2 separate regions of the Rattus norvegicus genome follow, and region 2 is linked to region 1. A link is a contact called in public Hi-C data. All regions are on one chromosome and are shown on one strand. The core of a region is the stretch at or near the end of the contact, and the rest is flanking DNA. Distances in the headings are between cores, read along the strand shown. Region 1 has its middle 8.2 kb from the start of Hmgcr. Region 2 overlaps LOC134485579 (a long non-coding RNA gene).

Region 1 (5,856 bases), core at 1,862-4,361:
AGGTTGCTCTCCTCTGGCTGAATAAGCTGGACTTCCTTCACCACAGGGAGGCCTCCAGTGTCACTGTGTTCTGTTAGAACCTCTGAGCTTTGTGCTCATAACGTGCCTAGAATCAAAGGTACAGTGCCTTCCAACACCACCTCCCCTTCATACACACTCTGATGCGTCTGTCATTACATGGAGTTAGTTCCAGATCCCATGAATAAAGGTTTCTCAATTCTCCCTCACTAACCCCACTTTGGATGCTGGTTACAAGCCCCAAGTCTTCAGTGGGACTACTGACTGACTGGCTACAAACTTTAAACCTATTTTTTCATGTTTATTAACTATTCTCTGGAAACTCCTGCAAGTGTATTATTTAGCAGTAGTGGTTTATTATAAAGGATGCAAGGGAAGAACCGGGAAAATGGAGGAGATGCTTAGGGCAAGGCATGTGGGAAAGGGGGCAGAGCTTCCACACACCCTCCAGGCCCGTTACCCTCCTAAGGCCATCAATGTTTACTAACCTAGACTCCCCAACTCCGTTCAGTGGGTTTTATGTAGCCTTTGTTCAACAGGCATAGTGGATTAAACCTCAGCCGCTTGTAACTTGCTAACCTGTCTCTGATGTGTAGAGTTGGGGGTTGGGCTGTGCCTCAACTTTCTAAGGATGCCTACCTAGTCCATGATCTTTCTGGAGACTAAGTCCTGTCCCCAGGATATCTACACTTGTGCTGTAGGGGGTCCATACTCATCCTCGGTGCCCGTTGAAGCAAGTTTTTCTTAGCTCACATTACCATATGGATTTTCAGAGTTGTACCATCCGGGCATTCCATTTGGCAAACAGAATTTGGAAATGGGCTGACTCCAGTGGTTAAGTAGATGAGTAGCCATTCCTAGACCTTTGTTTCCTGCCGTTTTCTTGGATATTGGTTCAAAAGCTTAAATATCCTATTTCTTAGCATCTAGGGGGTGATTTTGTTCCAGGAGATGGAGGCAGATATTTCTAAGAATTTAGAGGAAGTTCCCCCCCCCCCTTTGGTAAATGGGCGCAGTGGGTGGACCTCTTTGCTGTGCTCCTACGTTGAAACCTCAAATGTAACAGTCACAGTGTCAGCAGCCATGTTGGAGCCAGTTAGGGAAAGCCAAAGCAGTAAAGGTGCCACCTTTGATACTGGAGCCGATGTACTGGCGCCAGTAATCCATGACGCTTCCAGAGTTCATGAGTGGAGACATGACATGACACAGGTTGGGTAATCTGTAACCTGCAGCTGCAGTGAACAACTTCCAAGTGTCTTTTCCATGAAACCCAGATCAGTCTCGACTCTAGACTGGAGACACGAATTTAGCAATAACTTACGCTGTAAACCTCGCGAGTGTTATCTTGCCTGAAACTAATTTTTAACCACTTTGCACCCTCTTCTTTCTGGGAGTCGAACTGTTTGATCATGAAAACAGCAGAAATTTCACAGCCCCCGAGCAGGGCTAGGTAAACTGAAAAGTGCCTGTTAAGCATGATGAACTTTTGATGTGTCATCCTGGCCTCAAATCAAGAACAACTGGAGAATCTGTGCCCTTGAAACCAAACAAACAAACAAAAATTCTGCTGTGATTCACTGTGGACAGAAATGACTCATCATGAGTAGGTAAATTTAGAACCCGGCTGCAGAGAACAGAGTGGTTTGTGTCTATAAACCAGGTAAAGGCCAATTATTACGAAATAAAACCGGGTCCACACCCCACAATACACGTAAGAATAGATTCCAAAGGGAACAGAGAAATTATAATAAAGAATGAAATCAGACAAGTACTAAGATAAAACACAGATGAAAGAAATTATTAGTGAGTGTGAAGAAAGGATAACCATAATTCAAAAGTCAGATACAACAAGAGGAAACTCTACCCTTTAAAACAACAACAACAACAAAACAAAAAACCCCTGGGGCTAAGAGAATCACTTGGTTGGTAAAGTACTTTCTGCACAAGTGTGAGGATCTGAGTTTGGATCCCTGGAACCCACATAAAAGTCAGGCTTAGCAGCATGTGCCTGTAATCCCAGTGCTAGGAAGACAAAGACGGCACCATGGCAAGTCAGTCTAGCAGAATCTGCAAGTACCAGGTTCAGTGAGAGAGAAAGAGACCTTGTCTAAAAACCTAAGGAGAGTTGAAGAACACAGTTGACACCAGCCTCTGATCTCCACATATTTATTTATGCACATAAGCACAAGTGGGCCATCACGCACGAATGCACAGAGAGAGAGAGAGAGAGAGAGAGGAGAGAGAGAGAGAGAGAGAGAGAGAGAGAGAGAGAGAGAGCCAGAAACCACCATGAAGAAAACTCAAAAAGAAAGATTTGGAATGCGTCTCAGTGGTAGAATTTCTAGCATGTCTGTGAGCCTGGGATTCTGTGAGCCATTTCCTCTTCCACATCAAAAATAAAACAAGAGATAGACATGAAGAAAATATCTTCAAAATATACCCCAAATAGTAGGCCAATACTCATGACAACAAGAAAATCTCAAACCCATTGTATAGAGAGGAGTGGCGGCGGCAATCGACCATTGTGATTTTGTAGTGTCTATGTTAGCAGCAGGCAGTAGCCTTTCCTGCCCTGCTCTACTCATTTAAGGAATTAATAGCCATGCCTCAAAAGCAGGAAGGCCAGAATGCTGAGCCGTCTACAGATAGATTCCTTCCGGTACTAAGGCAATTTTTCAGACCTAGTGTGAATAAGAACTTCTGTCAAATCTGCGCACATAAAATATGCATACTCTATTTTGAGAAATAGGGACTTCCAGGGTATTTTTCACTCTGACATTTTCCATCCTGGGTTTTTGTTTTGTTCCCAAGCCTGTGATCTGCTGGCGTGCCTTTCTCTTTCTGAATTTATTTTAGAACGTAACTCCCACAAACAATGTGTCTCCTCTCTTGGCAAAGATGAGCTGCCAGACATTGGAGGTACGGTAACCCAGCTGTGTGTAGGGCTCCATGAATTCCTACCTAAGCCGTGCTCTGGCTCCCTTGTCCTTCCTTTGAAAAACTCCCTGACAGAAGCTCTGCTGGGTTCACTACACTGGACACGTTCCTGCCAGTAATGTTCGTGGAAAGAGTGAAAGGTCAGTTATTTTAAGAACCATCAGCAAATACGTGCATTGATCGATTTCCGTGTGTTAGCCGGGGAACTGCCTAGCCACCAGGTAAGGGAACCAAGTGGGTCGAGCAAAGTCAAGATGCCCTTCTCTGTCTATTTTTATTCCCATAACAGAACACCCAGTACTTGGTGATATACAAAGAGGTTTAAGTGGTTCTCGATTCTGGCAGTTGGAAAACCATATCATAACACAACTCAGGCCAAATCTCAGTACAGGGACAAAGCAGGAAGAGCACCCACCATGGGTAGCACACAGGCCAGCCTCACATTCTAACAGCCTACACTCAAAAAAAAAAAAAGATTTTTGAAATTATTTTGTGTGTGTGGAAGTCTGTCTACATGTAAGTTTGTGCACCACCGAAGAGGGCGTCAGATCACCCGGGACTAGCGGTTTTCTTGTTGTTGTTTGAGATAGGATTTCTCTGTGTGGACCAGGCTGGCCTTGAACTCAGAGACCTGTTTGCCTCTGCCTTCCCAGTGCTGTTATTAGACGTATTCGCTACCATTGCCTGCCTGATGGTTGATGTCTTAGTTTGGGTTTTATCGCCGTGAGGAGACACCGTGACCGAGGCAACTTTTTTTTTGTTCCGTCTTTATTAACTTGAGTATTTCTTATTTACATTTCGATTGTTATTCCCCCTTCCTGGTTTCCGGGCCAACATCCCCCTAGCCCCCCCCTTCTCTATGGGTGTTCCCCTCCCCATCCTCCCCCCATTACCGCCCTCCCCCCAACAGTCATGTTCACTGGGGGTTCAGTCTTAGCAGGACCCAGGGCTTCCCCTTCCACTGCTGCTCTTACTAGGATATTCATTGCTACCTATGAGGTCAGAGTCCAGGGTCAGTCCATGTATAGTCTTTAGTTAGTGGCTTAGTCCCTGGAAGCTCTGGTTGCTTGGCATTGTTGTTCATATGGGGTCTCGAGCCCCTTCAAGCTCTTCCAGTCCTTTCTCTGATTCCTTCAATGGGGGTCCTGTTCTCAGTTCAGTGGTTTGCTGCTGGCATTCGCCTCTGTATTTGCTGTATTCTGGCTGTGTCTCTCAGGAGAGATCTACATCCGGTTCCTGTCAGCCTGCACTTCTTTGCTTCATCCATCTTATCTAGTTTGGTGGCTGTATATGTATGGGCCACAACTTTCATAAAGGAAAACATTTCCTTGGGAGCTGGATTTCCGTTTTAGAGGCTTAGTCCATCATCATCGTGGCAGGACACATAGCAGCAGGCAGGCAGACGTGATGCTGGAGAAGGAGCTGAGAGTTCCACATCTTGATCCGAAAGCAGCAGAGGAGACTGTGTGCCTCGCTGGGTGGAGTTTGAGCCTAGGAGAGCACAGAGCCCACCCCCTACGGTGACACGCTTCCTCCACAAAGGTGGTGGTGACAGCTATGCTGCATTTGGAAATTATGGTGGACAATAGCAATTAAATAATGGACTCAGGAAGGGGGCAGTGGGGGTGGAGGACAGTCAGGTAGACCCTATGGTGATGGTTATGGATCTGGTGGTACAAGTGGTGGATAGGGTAACGATGGTTCTAAGACTACCAGAGAAGGGCTACAGCATGCACCAGGAGGTGTTAGGGCTGCAGGTCACTTTGAGACATCCTCCCAAACTGTGAAAGTCTGCCACAGAAGGAGCCGTGAGTCGTAGGAAGGTTGATGTCACTTAAAACAGGAATCTCTCCTTGCTCAGGACTATCCCACCCACAGTCTGCAAAGAGTTCCCTGATTCTGCAGTGCAAATGTAGTGTCAATTAGATGTGCACTCCTGGGGCCTTTTATCTCTTGAAGTTTTTCTTTTTATTATCTCAGGTATATACCCTGTAAATTACAGTAGTGCTACCACGAATAAAGAAAAAATAAGAAATTTTCTATTAAAAAAAAAAAAAAAACCTAGGTTCTGTGAAAAATCGATGAACCCTGTCCAAAAGCAATGCTCTTGTGACCATCGGACCATTCCCCATCTTCCTCTGTTAAATACTTGGCTTGACAAGGTTTGTAACCCATTCATTTGCCACAGAAGGGAAAAGTTAGCTTTTAGGAGTGCTGTTAGGCACCTGGGGGTATTTTTCCAAGAACAGTTCATAGCATATTCCTGTTGAAGAAGCAAAACTTCCTAAGTCTGGGAAGCACAGAGTAGGTGCAGATCCCTGGGGAGGAATACGGGTTTCTGGGAATGAGAAGACTGGGCAGGGCTGACTGGAACCTGGGGCTTGGGAAGGAAGCACTGGGACTTGCAGCTTGAGCTCAGTCCAGCTTGGACAAATGATGTGTAAACAACCAGATTCCTTCCCTGAGGAACCCTCACGGATGTAAGAAAGTTCAGAGTGCGGGCAGCTCACGGGACAGAACCTCACTAGCTCCAAGAACCTGGTATTGGGAAAATGTAGACGAACAAGGAAGGAGTCAGTACGATACAGAAGTCAGAACCTGCAGACTGCCCAAGGAGATGCTGCCACTCTCTCATCTGAGAGCGAGAGACGGAGGAGGCCGGCGACACCTTTCATGCTGTTGAGGCTTAACTGTGAGCGTCTTTTGTTAGTTTCCCCGGATACTTCCTTGTGTTGGACCATGTATCACGTTACACATTTTTTTTTTTAGTATATTTAGCTTTAAGTCAATTCTAGGTGATTTTAAGCTAATGTTTATAATACTCATTTGATAATGGGTTTGTGTCATTTCATGTCTTGTTTGTTTGTTTACTGTCTCAGATCCTGACAGTACTGTTGTTTC
Region 2 (5,856 bases), core at 1,108-3,607, 290 kb before region 1:
CAGCCCTCCTGCTGTCACTAATTAACAACCAGGACTCTGGAACAATGGCCGTGTGTCCAGCCATCACCCTGAGAGAGCAGCATGGCTGGGGCCAGGTGAGAAGAATGAAATACTAGATGTGACAGTCATTAGTGTGCTGGAGGTGACCTTGTTATTGGTCTCTAAGTCACGGCTGAAAAAAAGAGGAGAAATGCAAAGTTCTCGTCTCCCTCAGTTTCTTCTTTGTGCAAGAAGACAGGAAGGGAAAATGATCTTAAAAAAGTACTCAGACACGGTATTAGCCCTGTGGGGCCACAGAAGGAGAGCAAATGCATTTATCTGGAGAAATAAAAGCCACTCAGACAGCGAAGAGTGAGATTTGGCAACGCAGGCCTCGTTTGCAAGCTCATTTTCCTTCCTTATCTCCTTTCTGATGGTTAGTGGGCTCAGGGGAGCCAGCCTGCTGCTTGTCAAGCTCCAAATCTTGCACGTTTCTCCCTAGCATCTCTCTGCCTAGGGACCCATGTACCCAGTCCTCCACTGTACAGCCAGCTCTGGGAGGGCTGGGAACTGCAGAAGCATCTAGCTCCTGCATTCCTGTGTAGCTCTGAGCCTGGCTAGGAAGGGCAGTAGACAGGAGAGATACATAGTCTATAACCCCCAGCGGGTGCCAGGAGCCACGGGTAGCACCTACCCAATATATATTATTATGAGTTCTTTATACATAAGTTTTTCTTACATATGCAAAGGCACAATTCGTAAAACAAATATGGTAAGGTATTAGCAGCAGCTAAATAGAACAGTTATAACAATAGAAGGCGGGCCACACCCTCTCTCTCTGCTCACGTGGTGCTCCCATGGGACGTGCGGTATTTGTGTGGTGAGGTAAATGACGTTAGGTATTGTGATGTAACAGAGTGTCGTTGAGCTTCTGGTGTGACATCAAACTTATAAACTGTCTCTCTCTGGAATCTTCCATTTAGTATTTTGGGATCAAATTTGGCCGCGTGTAACTGAAACCACAGAGAGAAAATGAAGGGGGAAGGGTTGAGAGCCTTCTAGCTTTATGAAGATCTTGCCTTTCCATCCCTCCTCTCTCCGCTATACAGGCAGAGCTCTCCACTCACAAGCACTGTCAGAAACGGGTTAGACTCAGTGGTTCTCGACCTATGGGTCACAGGGGTCACATATCAGATCTGCATACCAGCTGTTAACATTCCCATTGATAAAAGTAGTAACATTACAGTTACGGAGTAGCCATTAAAATAATCTTACAGTTGGAGGCCATCACAACAAGAAGAATTGTATTAGGGATTGGGGATTTAGCTCTCAGTGGTAGAGCGCTTGCCTAGGAAGCGCAAGGCCCTGGGTTCGGTCCCCAGCTCCAAAAAAAAAAGAACCAAAAAAAAAAAAAAAAAAGAAGAAGAAGAAGAATTGTATTAGAGAGTCGCAGGAAGGTTGAGAACCACTGAGTTTCTGCTGACTGGCCTCCGAAGTCCTTATTTGTCACATCAGCGAGTTAGAAGATTTGGAATATCAGATATCTAAACTTGGACAGAAGCTGGATGTTTCTAGGACACATATGAAATAAAGATCGAATTCCCATGGGGTTAAAGAATTTGGCAAGTATGAAACATATACTTTCTCTCAGTGGTGATTTTAGTAGTACGGTTATCTAATCCCCACCCCCATTCCATCTAAGAATTTATTATCTTCTGTTCTTGGTGGAGCTTAAGATTCAATTTGGGCTTAAGTGAGCTACTGACCCAAAGCTGAACTGACAAACTTGAGGGCACCTTAGTAACTGTACCCCACAACTGCATTTACCACTTATCTTTGTTGTCTGAGAACACAGAACCAGCAGTCAGGAGCGCTGCCTGCCCCCACCAGCGAGGAAGCCCCACAGGAGCCCAGGGCTGTAGTTAAAGTGCACACTCAGCATCCTGCTGGCCAGAGCTTCCGAGAGCTTCCCAGAGCTTCCTGGAGCTCCGAGAACTCCTAGGTCTCAAGACACTTTTCTCTGCAAACTGATCATTGCTGAGGTCAGATCGTATGCAGGAACTCAGAAACTCTACCAGAAATAGAAGGTGCTCCAAAACCTAGGCAGGGACTTCAAAGCCACAAAACCGAGGATCAGGAGGAGGGTGGTGCCCGCAGAGTCCTTCCCCTAATAAAATACAAAAAGCTCACTCTGAGGTCTGTGTGGCTCTGGCAGTTCAGAATGTGCCACCACTTCCCCCAAGTCCACTGCGACTCTGAAAGTGCCCCACAGGAAGCTGAGGATTTCCAGAGACCAAAACCATTTGCTCAGTAGATCTGCATGGATAACTAAATTCCTCATGCATGCCCAAGCGGCCAGCGTGGGTGGCAGACATCCTGATGATGAAAGATGGCTGTTGGACTCCAAGGGTGGTTGCCTAATTGTTAGTTGGAGCCGAGGTAAAGCAACAGCAGGACACGGTGGGGGCTGAAAACACTGTAGAAGCCTGCCGCTTCCTGTCACTTTATTGTGCCACTGTGGGCTCCTGGGCCACTTCGTTCTTTCTGCTAATTTTCCTCATTTATAAAATGCTAAAAGCGCCCAGTTCCTGGGGTGCCATATAACTACTGTGGTGTTGTCAACTCGGAGGGCTGCTGGGAGATCTTTTAAAGTGATGGTTATAAACGGGAAAAGGCTGGTAACTGTTTAACGACAAGCTCTCTGGAGAGGGAGCTCTGTGTATAATGCTGGCTGATTTTCATGGGTCACGTGCTCCCTCCTCGGCTGATAGCAGGCTACTAATGGGAACACAGCTGTCGCTTACCGTTCTAGTATGAAACTCGGAGGGGAGGAGGTGGTCGAGGTTGGCACTTGAGAGCTGGGGCTGGCACGCTACAGGGGACAGTGCGCAGATGCTAAATGAGAGATAGTTGGGAGGTGGTCATGGTGAGGGGACTAAAATGGATACCAGGTCTGAAGAACCGCTGGGTGGACAGAGACAGGTCCACAGACAACTTGAACTTTGGTTTGCAGACATAATGGAGAACTCAAGAGACAGTTTTGTAGATGCCCCCCAGGGAAGAAATACAGAATTTGGGGCTGAGGAGACAGCTCAAAGGAGTAATTGCCCCAGGAGGGTGAGGACAGGAGCCTGTTCCCCCAGCACCCATGTAAATATCAGACAGAGAGGGTGATCCTCTCAACACTTGAGAATTAGAGACAGAAGACTCTGGAGCAAGCGAACTGGCTACACTAGCCGAATTTTCAAGGTCTGGATCAATATCTAAGGGGAGGGCTACCAAGGAAGACACTGATACCAATCTCTGGCCTCTACCTGCATGAGTACATATATGCATGCACACTTGCACATGCATGTCCACACATACATAAACATGCATGAATACATATGCCTGCACCACACATATTTGCTTGCAAAAAAAAAAAAAAGGAGAAAAAGTTCAACCAACCAGAAGCGGCCAACACATTTATAATTCTATAACTAAGGATTTTTCTAGTAAGATAAAGCAGGTAAAGCGACCGTGTAACTACGGCCAACAAGTATGTCTTTATTTCTGTTTCATTTTTGGCAGAGACTGGCCTTTGTATCACTGGTTTTTGGGGCTCCATTAGTGTAGGGCTGCATGGTGCCCTCCCTACAGCACCCAGTACTCATTATCAAGGTCTCCATGGACAGCGCCATCCTAAGGTTGTGCCTAGGGCTGTGGGACACCATCCCCTTTGCCCTATGGCAGTTCCAGAATGATCAAGGCTCTCAGGGCAGAGGTGGCAAGTCACAGGGTTTGCCAGAGACGCTTTGCAAACAGATCAGCCATGACGAGGAGGGAAAACTAGCACCTGTGGTTAGATTGAACCTGCTCTCGCTTCCTTTTCCTCTTGCTGTTGATTCTTGGCTTGAGGAATATGATTTGGCTCAGATCCCGCTGGCCTTCTGCAAGCATAAAATGTAAGCGTGTTGATTCCTTTGTCACTCCTGTTACTTGCCCGTCACTCACTGGACACTGGGGACAGTAGAGTGTTACGGAAAAGCCGCTTCTCTGCTTCCCTACACACAAGTGTTCTTTGGTTTCAGATGACGTTGTGCACACCAGCCAAGAAAGGTCTGTCCACGAGAGGCTGTTGACTTGTTTATCGCTGGCTCTCCCCACCCCGCCGCCTTTCATTTTATTTTCCTAGTGACTCAAGTGGCTGAGTCTGATCTGAATACTTGGTCCATTCACTAAGTTTACCAAAATAATTTCCAAAAGACTACTACATTTTTCTTTTCTCCTAGAACTGTAGATCCTCAGATCTTTGAAGACGGAGGTGTCAGGGATTCTCTGCATGGTACATTTAGCCCTGAGGAAATTGGACTCACCCCTGACTGAAGGAATTCGGGCAAGCCCATTTGGATCAGCGTTTGCATAAGATTAAACCCCTTTCTGGAGTTTGTGTTTAGAGAGACTATCTCAACCCCATTGCCGGGGACAGGCAATGCCAGGTGAGGAGAAAAACTGGGAGAAATAGTGATTTTATATGTCAGCCATAGGGTACCCAGATATTTGGTCAGCCACTGTTCAGAGCTTTCTCTATTTTTAAAAAAATTAAATTTTATTTATTGTGTGCATGTATGTGTGTCTGTGTGGAAACACATGTGTCCCACAGCATGTGTAGAGGTCTGAAAACCTGTAGCTTTCTCTTCCTATCACCTGGGCTCCAGGGATCAAATCCAAATCCTCAAGATTGGCAGAGGTGCCCGTTCTGAGATCTCTCTGACCACGTTTTTTGAACAGGTTTAACAGCTCAAAAATCCAAGGAAAGCAGATGGTCTTCCCTAATGTAGGTGGTCCGCACCCATTGCATTTAGCCCTGGATAGCGCAAAGGGTTGGCTCTCCCCTAAATAGAAGGGAATTCTTCCCTTTTTCGGCTCCTTTTCAGATGGCCCTTCACTGGCCCAGGGCCTTTGGACTTTGTCTTAGTCAGGGTTTCTATGCTGTGATGAAACACTATGACCAAAACTACCTTGTTTACAGTTCCACATCACAGTCTGACATGTAAGAGTAGACTCAAGGCAGAAATCCCGGAGGGAGGTACTGAAGCAGAGGCCGTGGGGTGCTGTTTACAGGCTTACCCCCAAGCACAGGTACACAGCACCACTCCCTGTGGGATGGGCCCACTCATCCATCACTAATTTAAACATGCACTGGGAGCCTGCTGATTGGACAATTGTCTTTACCAAATAACTGGTGTAAAACTTGCCAGTGCAGGCTTGAACTGGAACATCCGCTGTCTTGGGTGTCAGTCCTGTTGGCTTTCAGGGTGACACTCTGCCATCAGCTGTCCTGGGTCTCCGTCTCGTACTGGCACACTGTCAGTGTCATGGCCACAGAAACCAACCCCTTATAATGCTTCCCCTCTTCCCCCATGTGATGCACTTGCACAGGTGATGTCGTCATGTGGAGGAGCTGAGGAACGTCCAGCTTGTTCACCAAGCTCTTGATAAACTACACAGTTCTGTACTTTATAACATACGTAACCCTTGATGATGGCAATAAATGACCGTGTTAACGGTTCATGTCATTACTGTGCTGTATCTTTATTGTTATTAATTATACTTTTTTAAAAAATTGTTTGACATCCTACACTTGGAGATCTAAAGCAGATAGATTGTACATTGTAGGCTACTCCGGGCTATGTAACAATAGCCTACCTAAAAAAGAAAGAGAGAGAGAAAAAATAAAGAGGAGAAGAGTGGGAAGGAAGGAAGGCTAGGCGCACCGACTTCCCTTGGTCTCCACTTCACTGTAGTTTCCCTCTTTAGATGTGTTTAGCTATTCAGATCCTCTCTGCTGTGTTATAAACACAGCATTCAGGGCAATCACATGCTGACATTTTTGTG

What was found. Hi-C and Micro-C count contacts between places; a contact is called where the count stands out from the background.
Region 2: a contact with region 1 is called in a Hi-C map of liver, with 4 times the contacts expected there. The contact joins two enhancer-like sites. A contact is called at or near these places in 2 of 12 Hi-C or Micro-C datasets (kidney and liver).

The regions. Positions count from the first base shown.
Region 1 is chr2:29,758,861-29,764,716 of GRCr8, reverse strand. No RefSeq gene overlaps it. Among named protein-coding and RNA genes, the nearest start is that of Hmgcr, 8.2 kb to the right of the region's middle. Within about 2 kb of position 3,111, at least 13 of the 93 cell types and tissues checked have an H3K27ac peak or open chromatin away from gene starts, as enhancers often do. A contact at or near this core is called in liver, where this site is marked.
Region 2 is chr2:30,048,067-30,053,922 of GRCr8, reverse strand. All of the region lies in intron 2 of LOC134485579 (a long non-coding RNA gene), which reads right to left. Among named protein-coding and RNA genes, the nearest start is that of Gcnt4, 63 kb to the right of the region's middle. Within about 2 kb of position 2,357, at least 15 of the 93 cell types and tissues checked have an H3K27ac peak or open chromatin away from gene starts, as enhancers often do. A contact at or near this core is called in liver, where this site is marked.